Regions from separate parts of the Drosophila melanogaster genome. Here region 1 is linked to region 2. The links are chromatin contacts, called in public Hi-C maps. All regions are on one chromosome and are shown on one strand. Each heading gives the region's core, a stretch centred on a gene start, on an enhancer-like site or on the middle of the called end of the contact. The rest is flanking DNA. Distances are from core to core; before and after follow the strand shown. Region 1 holds the start of PIG-T (Phosphatidylinositol glycan anchor biosynthesis class T). Region 2 holds the start of sni (sniffer).

The links. Hi-C and Micro-C count contacts between places; a contact is called where the count stands out from the background.
Region 1: a contact with region 2 is called in a Hi-C map of the Kc167 cell line, with 3 times the contacts expected there. The contact joins the promoter of PIG-T here to the promoter of sni in region 2. A contact is called at or near these places in 26 of 107 Hi-C or Micro-C datasets (the D17-c3 cell line, the Kc167 cell line, the ML-DmBG3-c2 cell line and 7 more) and 4 of 6 datasets of contacts at active chromatin or transcription factors (the Kc167 cell line and the S2 cell line).

What each region holds. Positions count from the first base shown.
Region 1 is chrX:8,405,886-8,409,381 of dm6, reverse strand. PIG-T (Phosphatidylinositol glycan anchor biosynthesis class T) reads left to right here and starts at 2,119. Exons shown (of 2, transcript NM_132247.4): 1 at 2,119-2,587; 2 at 2,796-3,496. The coding sequence starts at 2,413. lawc (leg arista wing complex) reads left to right here. Exons shown (of 4, transcript NM_001258650.2): 2 at 604-863; 3 at 936-994; 4 at 1,058-1,374. Trf2 (TATA box binding protein-related factor 2) reads right to left here and starts at 110. Exons shown (of 10, transcript NM_206654.2): 1 at 18-110.
Region 2 is chrX:8,242,394-8,245,837 of dm6, reverse strand. It overlaps sni (sniffer), which reads left to right and starts at 1,822. Exons shown (of 3, transcript NM_001298083.1): 1 at 1,822-2,887. The coding sequence starts at 2,762. Trxr1 (Thioredoxin reductase 1) reads right to left here and starts at 3,310. Exons shown (of 4, transcript NM_078527.3): 1 at 3,107-3,310. The coding sequence starts at 3,122.

The DNA of each region.
Region 1 (3,496 bases), core at 870-3,369, 160 kb before region 2:
TGTTGTTGTTTCGCTACCAGAGCTGAATAATGTAGTTGACCAAAAATTTTGAGAGCACAAGTCTGAGCACACACGATACGTCTTCTTCGTTTGGCCGTTTCACTTTGAGCAGCGTGACCGTGGTGCGTCGCTATAATATGCCCCGCGAGCCGTGTGCGTATGCACTAACGCGTGCGGTAGAATGCCGCGAAAAAATACTAAAAAAAAATCCAAACCGAATACCATGTGGTGGAAACGGACTCGCGCGTTGCATTTGCTGCACTTTCCCGTTTAAATATATTTACCCGTTTGATTATAAGATAAGGGTTACATTTTGTGCAAATATACGCTTGCCAATGTTTTTGAAAAGTAATATAAACAATTTTATGGTGCGCAGACAGCAGAAAAAATATGCTGCAAAAATACCAACTTGCTGGCTATCAGAGACTCGAACCTTCTAGTGCAAATCAGCTGTGATCGATGTTTTTTTCCATTAAATTGGCACGTTTATTTAAAATTGTTTATGCATTTAGTTTAGGTACATGAATGTTACATGGGACTTTTACAGAGTGGCTAAAACATATATACATACAATATATACATATACAACAATTTGAATTGCAGATTCTCCACCGCTCTGGATATGCGAACAAAGTCCTTAGCTGCAGCGACATTAGTTTAAATTTCAAGCCGGCTATCGCATGGTGATTCCACCTGCACGTGCAAAGCGCGACTGTGGATATCGCAGGACGAGAGTCGCGTCTTCTCCTGCGAGGAGCAACTGCATCATAATCATAGCCACAGATTGAAAAGACCGAAAGCAGATGCAAGCTCAACGACAGGACTAAGAATCGGAAGCAAAACTTCCCCAAAGCAATGGCACAGTAAGTAGACAAGTGCTGCGCTTTCAAGAAGATGAGCACTTTAATCAAAACCATTTCGAAATTCTTGTTTAGATACACCCGGAAACGCAAAAGAAAGAAATTTAAAGAGCTGAAAGCCCCGTGGACTTCATGTAAGCTGCTTACAATAAGCTGCCTTTTTAGATGCACTAAAAAAAAACTACTTTTGCTTATAGGAACCCAGGTGCAACAAATAATTTCAAGGAGAAGATGTTTTTGTGGTCAAAAACGTGCAGATGACTTCTAAGAAGTTGGAAAATCATGTATTTACTCGGAAAGAAGCCAGAACTGAAGTAGCATACTTATTAGTATTATCAAATGATGAGTTTTTTCATCATAGTTTTAGTTCTATATTTATAGAAAAAAAAAACTTTCCTTGTTACTTTTAGTTTTTTCATTTGAAAGACTGCCGTTGACTTTTTCATTTTATTCGCGTGCATATTAAATATGTGTGTTAAATATACATAATAATAAATGATCGCTGTGTTTATGCACTTGCTTTGTTTTCACTCTTTATTTATTTATATTTATTCTTTTTGATTAACTATAGATTGTTTTAAAAAGGTATAAACGACGTTTAAAATTTTTATCCTGGACATAAACCAATGATTAAGCGGTGTTCCACACCCATGAGTATTATGTAGTATTTTTCACAGTATATACGGTATATAAAACGGTCAGCCAGAAAACGGTCTGTCTAATCGTTAATTTCTATGTTAATAAAATTTGAGTATTAAAATACATCGAAAGTGCAGTTTTTTTTTGTCCACTTTTTCCTTTATTTCTAACTTTTCACTAAGAATTCCAATAAATTGTTTTATCTTTCTCTCGATTCCCTATTCCTTCTTTCGCTGTCCGAGCATTATTTGTTATACCTTATTCGCGTTTTCTCTTTGGGTGTACGCCAAATTTTTGGCGGGCTCACGATTCCGTAAGATTGCAGCTACTTTATTTCGCTTTTTCCTTTATTACTCACTTTTGATGATGCTCGATTTTGGCGCGCTTTCTCATTTATGGTGCTTTAGTTGTAAGCCCAACTCGTGGATGTGGTGGATTTTTTGCTTTGGTACAAATTCTTTTTAACAGACTTCTCAGCGATAACGCATTTGACAATTATATTTTGAATCAAATGCACGTTACAAACAATAACATGTGTGACCAATGTAACGTTATCGATAACGTATCCCACAAGTTATACAACACTGCTAGGCAGCACTTTCCAGCCCTGGAAAAATACCAAGACATCTACCATCTCTCTAAAAACGAAAACATCAAAGATTTACTACACCAAATTAAAATAAACTTATAAATCTTTGCAACCTTAAGTCCGTGGCAATTTCCATTTTGCATTTCCATATCCGGCTGGCCAAATAATTCCACGACATTTACGGATGTCGCGGTAACCTAAACACAAAAAAAATAAATAAATATAAATAAAATAAAATAAAATACATTAAAACGGATCATCAGCTGTCGTTAGAACCGAAACGGACTAAGGGCGGAGGAACTGGCACTGAACCTATGGGCCAGCATGTATCCGGTGGCGTTTGTCTTGCTGCTGCTGGTTGCACCTAATGCCGACGCGAATTTGGGACGCGATGACGAACGATTCCACGAGGAGCTAGTGGTTCGTCCATTGTCCGGCGACCATGTCAACACCTACTTTCAGTTCACCACGCGCTGGCACTACGGCGAAAAGGATAATCGTGAGTTTTTTCAGCGGCCGAAGTCCGCATCATTGCGATTGCAAAAATGGGGCGGGAATCTCACCCACCGGCATACGAAAATACAGGCCATTGCATGCCGAAAGGTGTTCCTACATATATGTATACATATGCGCCCCATTGAAGCATCATTAGAACTTCTGGTTAACCGATTAAATGCTTATATTGTGTCTACCATTTGCTCTTTCAGTTTACCACACCCAATTGACGCCTCGAGTAATTGCGGAGCTGTTGCAGCAGTTTGCGGTAAAGGAGCTGCACATTGGCCTAACCCAGGGACTGTGGCGCTACGAGACATGGGGCTATCCCATTGTGGAGGCCACCAGCGGTGCCGAGATGTGGGCGTGGTTCAGTGGCGCAAATTTGACCAACCGGGATGTGGATCGCCAGTGGAAGGAGTTGGCCAACGTTTTCTCGGGCGTGTTGTGCGCCTCGTTGAATTTCGTCGACAATACGAATAGCATTGCACCGAGGCACTTGATTCGTCCACAATTTATGCCAGCCAATGGCCAAAGATTCGTTCGCTATGCCACATTGCCGCGTGAGATCGTGTGCACGGAGAATCTGACGCCGTGGAAGAAACTACTGCCATGCGGTAGTGCCTCAGGCTTTGCCTCACTTCTCAACTCGGGACATGTACACAACACCAAATACCATTCGCTGGGCCTGAAGGTGCGCGTGCTCTGCGAGGATCACGATGAGGACAATTGCATTGTGGAGCTGACGCAGACGGCCAACTTGGTCTACGATCTCCGTCTGTTCGAATTGAGCAACAATGATTTCTCGCTGCGCCGCCTGTTCGGCATGGGACTGAATGGCTATTGTGAGCTGGCCGAGAGCTCCAAGATCTATGTGCAGCGCAACGAGCTGGGCGAGCGCTATCAGCTGGTT
Region 2 (3,444 bases), core at 573-3,072:
CAGTGATAGGTAATGATATCAATTAGCCATGTGGTGCCAACTACTCAAGTTTCTCTTTAGCTTCACTCATGATTATGGCTAATCCCCGCCTGCCTTTGGTGGACTCCTCGCGCAGTCGTATGTCCAGATAGGCGGATCGGTAGATGCTCCTCCGGTGGCGTGGTTCACCCTCGACCAACTGGGAAGCCGGTATGAATTCGAACAGATGCATCCAGACCAAAGAAGTGCGGAACGAAGACTGTTTGGCCTCCTGCAATCCGTAATCTGCACCGTGCAATCCCGTCGAGCTCCTTGGCTTCAGTTGCCAGGTAGCGATAGTGCTGCCGAATGCCACACATGCCACTGGGTCAGTGGGAGTTCGAATCAAAGTGGAGCAATCATCTAGCGACATCGCCACACACCAAGCCACGCCCATCCCAGCCCGGCCACGCCTTTCTTCCGTCCGTCCACCTACGCCCCCCCATTCGGTTTGCTTTGACCCGCCGGACTTTGTCATGGTTACGCCCCAAAACTAGTTGGCAACACCACACACAATTCGCTTTTATCGGACGGAATGCTAATCCTGGCCAGGAACAGGGGGAAATCAGGTGGCTACGTACGAATGCGAGTGCAAATAAACAATTGTTGTCGTCACACTGCAATTAATTGCGGAATGAAGTGGTGATGACGCAGCTCAGCAATGATGATGAAAGATCAAAGACGATGGCGGGCGCTCGTTGAGCGACGGATACGAGAGATACGAAATAGAAAACACAGATAAAGGGAATAAATGCACCCGACTGATATGGTGAAATCATCATCATCATCATCATAAAGCGATTCTCGAACATTCCGCAAAGGGTTATTCGTTCAAGAGCACCGCATTCGACAAAAATCACACATATCACGTTGGTGCTTTAAGAAATCCTATTATACCCTTAATTACCATTTGAAATCAGAATATGGCATATATTTATAAGTAAATTCTTCTATTGTTTTCGGAATTAGAAGCTTCGTATCTGCTCGATTGGCTAATTATTCATTTAACAAGAAAACTTGATCGTGGCATGTGGGATTTATATTATATTACAAATTAAAACATCAAATACGTTTAACTTCATATAAATAGATATTAGTTTTTTTTTACCAGCTAAAGGCAAAATGGCAATACAAGTGACTTGTATGAATGTAATTTAACAAATATTATTAATTCGTTAAGTCATATGATGTAATTCTTTTTTGAGGCAAATAACTGATATTGTTTAAGCTGCAATTGAGTAATGGTTTTATGAGCAATCCATAATTCAATTAAAAAAATTCGACTGACATAGTATTTATACGCGATTCAGAACTTTGTTGACCATTATACTTAGAGGATGTGCTCTTTTTGGCGCCCACAACGATGGCGCAAATCATGTACTTCAGCATGATACGAGTTTCGAGTGCTGTTCGCGCGACCCCGACTGTACAATTCCAGTTGGAGCGGGTGCGCGATGACGATTGACGATGACGGTGCAAATGTGAGACAGCAAATGCCGGGCAGGCATATAAACCCTTGGCGAATACGTGCCGCAGAAACCCGATAAGCCAGGTAATAAGAGCAGAGTAATGGACTTTTTGGCCAGGCAACTAACGGTTATTGCATAATGGCGTCGGTTAAACACAAGAAGACCCAGAAAAAACAACAAGCAAGAAAACCGCGACAATCGACCGCGTTGCCAACCGGCGGCAACAGGAGCAGCAGCTGCGGCGGCAACAGCAAAGATCTAATCAGAATATCAATCGATATCGATGCTCACCTCCTTTGGTGCTCATCTTTCGCACCGGTTGCGCGTACATGGCCGCCCTGTCGCAATGTGGATGCTGGAAGGGTGGTGGTGCGCCGGCACCGGATCCGGCTGGAGCATTCCCACCGGTAGCTCCAGTACTGTCGCGTGATCCTCGCTGTCCCGTCAAGTTCATAGTTCGCTGAAACGTGTGATGGGCACAGCTGAGACTACTGGAAATCCAATGGGGAACCTTTGTTGTCAGTGAGCCTCTGTTTTGTATAATGCCAGCCGAAGGAGACGTTAAAATCGTCGAGCACTGCCGCACGAACGTAACGGAGAATCTCGAATTGCACAAGTTCATCTTGTTGGCCTTTCCCCTTCTTCAACGTTTGGCGTTTCACTCTACCAGCTGGAGGCGAAACGAAACTATTCGCGAAAAGGGTGCAGAAAAATGACGGCGGAACACACAACACAAACACGTTCGCTGGTTCGGCCGGGAATGCTGCGAAAGCGGTGGGCAGGCAGAGGCGCCGATAAACGGCTACGTAACAGAAGCAGCGAGAAAGAGAGAGGGCGCAAGAGCGCGTACCGCAAAAACGAGAATGTTTGGGATAAAATGGATTTGCCATAAAGGAGCATCCATTGGATTGCGAAATTCCATTTGGGATTTGAACATCACAACAGTTGTTCTGCCCTTTGCCAATTGGAAATGTGCGAAACGCACGTTTGGCAATGCGCAAGTGTATCGATAACTCGCGGATGGTTGGTAACACTGCTGCTGTCCGAACGAAACAGCCGGCCGTCAAAATTTTTCCTAACATTTCACTATTTTCACGCTTGTGTTACGGCAATAAAGTCGATTGATAAGCACGGAAAGATCTGGCTGCGGGTCTGGTGAAATCCACAGAACACACGGAACCCGTATAGTAGTGCCGCCCTTTATTGGTTTTATCTCAAGTACGACGCGATAAGATTTCGAGCAACTCGATCGCGGATCTTCGGAAAAAAAAAACATGAACTCCATCCTGATAACCGGCTGCAATCGAGGATTGGGTCTGGGCCTGGTCAAGGCGCTGCTCAATCTTCCCCAGCCGCCGCAGCATCTATTTACCACCTGCCGGAATCGCGAGCAGGCAAAGGTGAGAGATGTTTTCTTCTTATTTTGCGTTGTCTCTCTACTAAGACAATCCAGTAATCCAACAAAACCGGTGACTCACAACCGTCGAGCTACAGAAACTACAGAAGCTACGCGAACAATCCACAAGAGCCACTATTTCTACAAACCGCTTTTTAATCGTCCAAATGGGCATGCATAAATTGAATGGTTCAATTGGAATCGAATTAACTGTGAAACTCACCTTGCACGGGCGCCATTATTTTGTTGCTTGTTGGTAGGTGCTCCACGTAAATCAGACAGAAAACAAGGATCAACGGCGGGTAGTGAATGTTGTTGTAGTCGAAGCGGAAATGTAAAAACTGCTAAGCGTGTATTGTAGCGGCTCTCGGCACTCGCGAAAGCACGAAACGAATAAGCGGAGCCAACTTTTGCAATAGCTTTTGTACTTTCGTACGAGCGTGCGAAAGGGAGACGTCGATTGGCTTGTCGATTGCTGGGCCGACTATTGTTCGGTCACACCAGCAGCACTTATCGTCTATCGGTTATTATGGCACTAACGCGCTCGTTGGGCGCGCTATT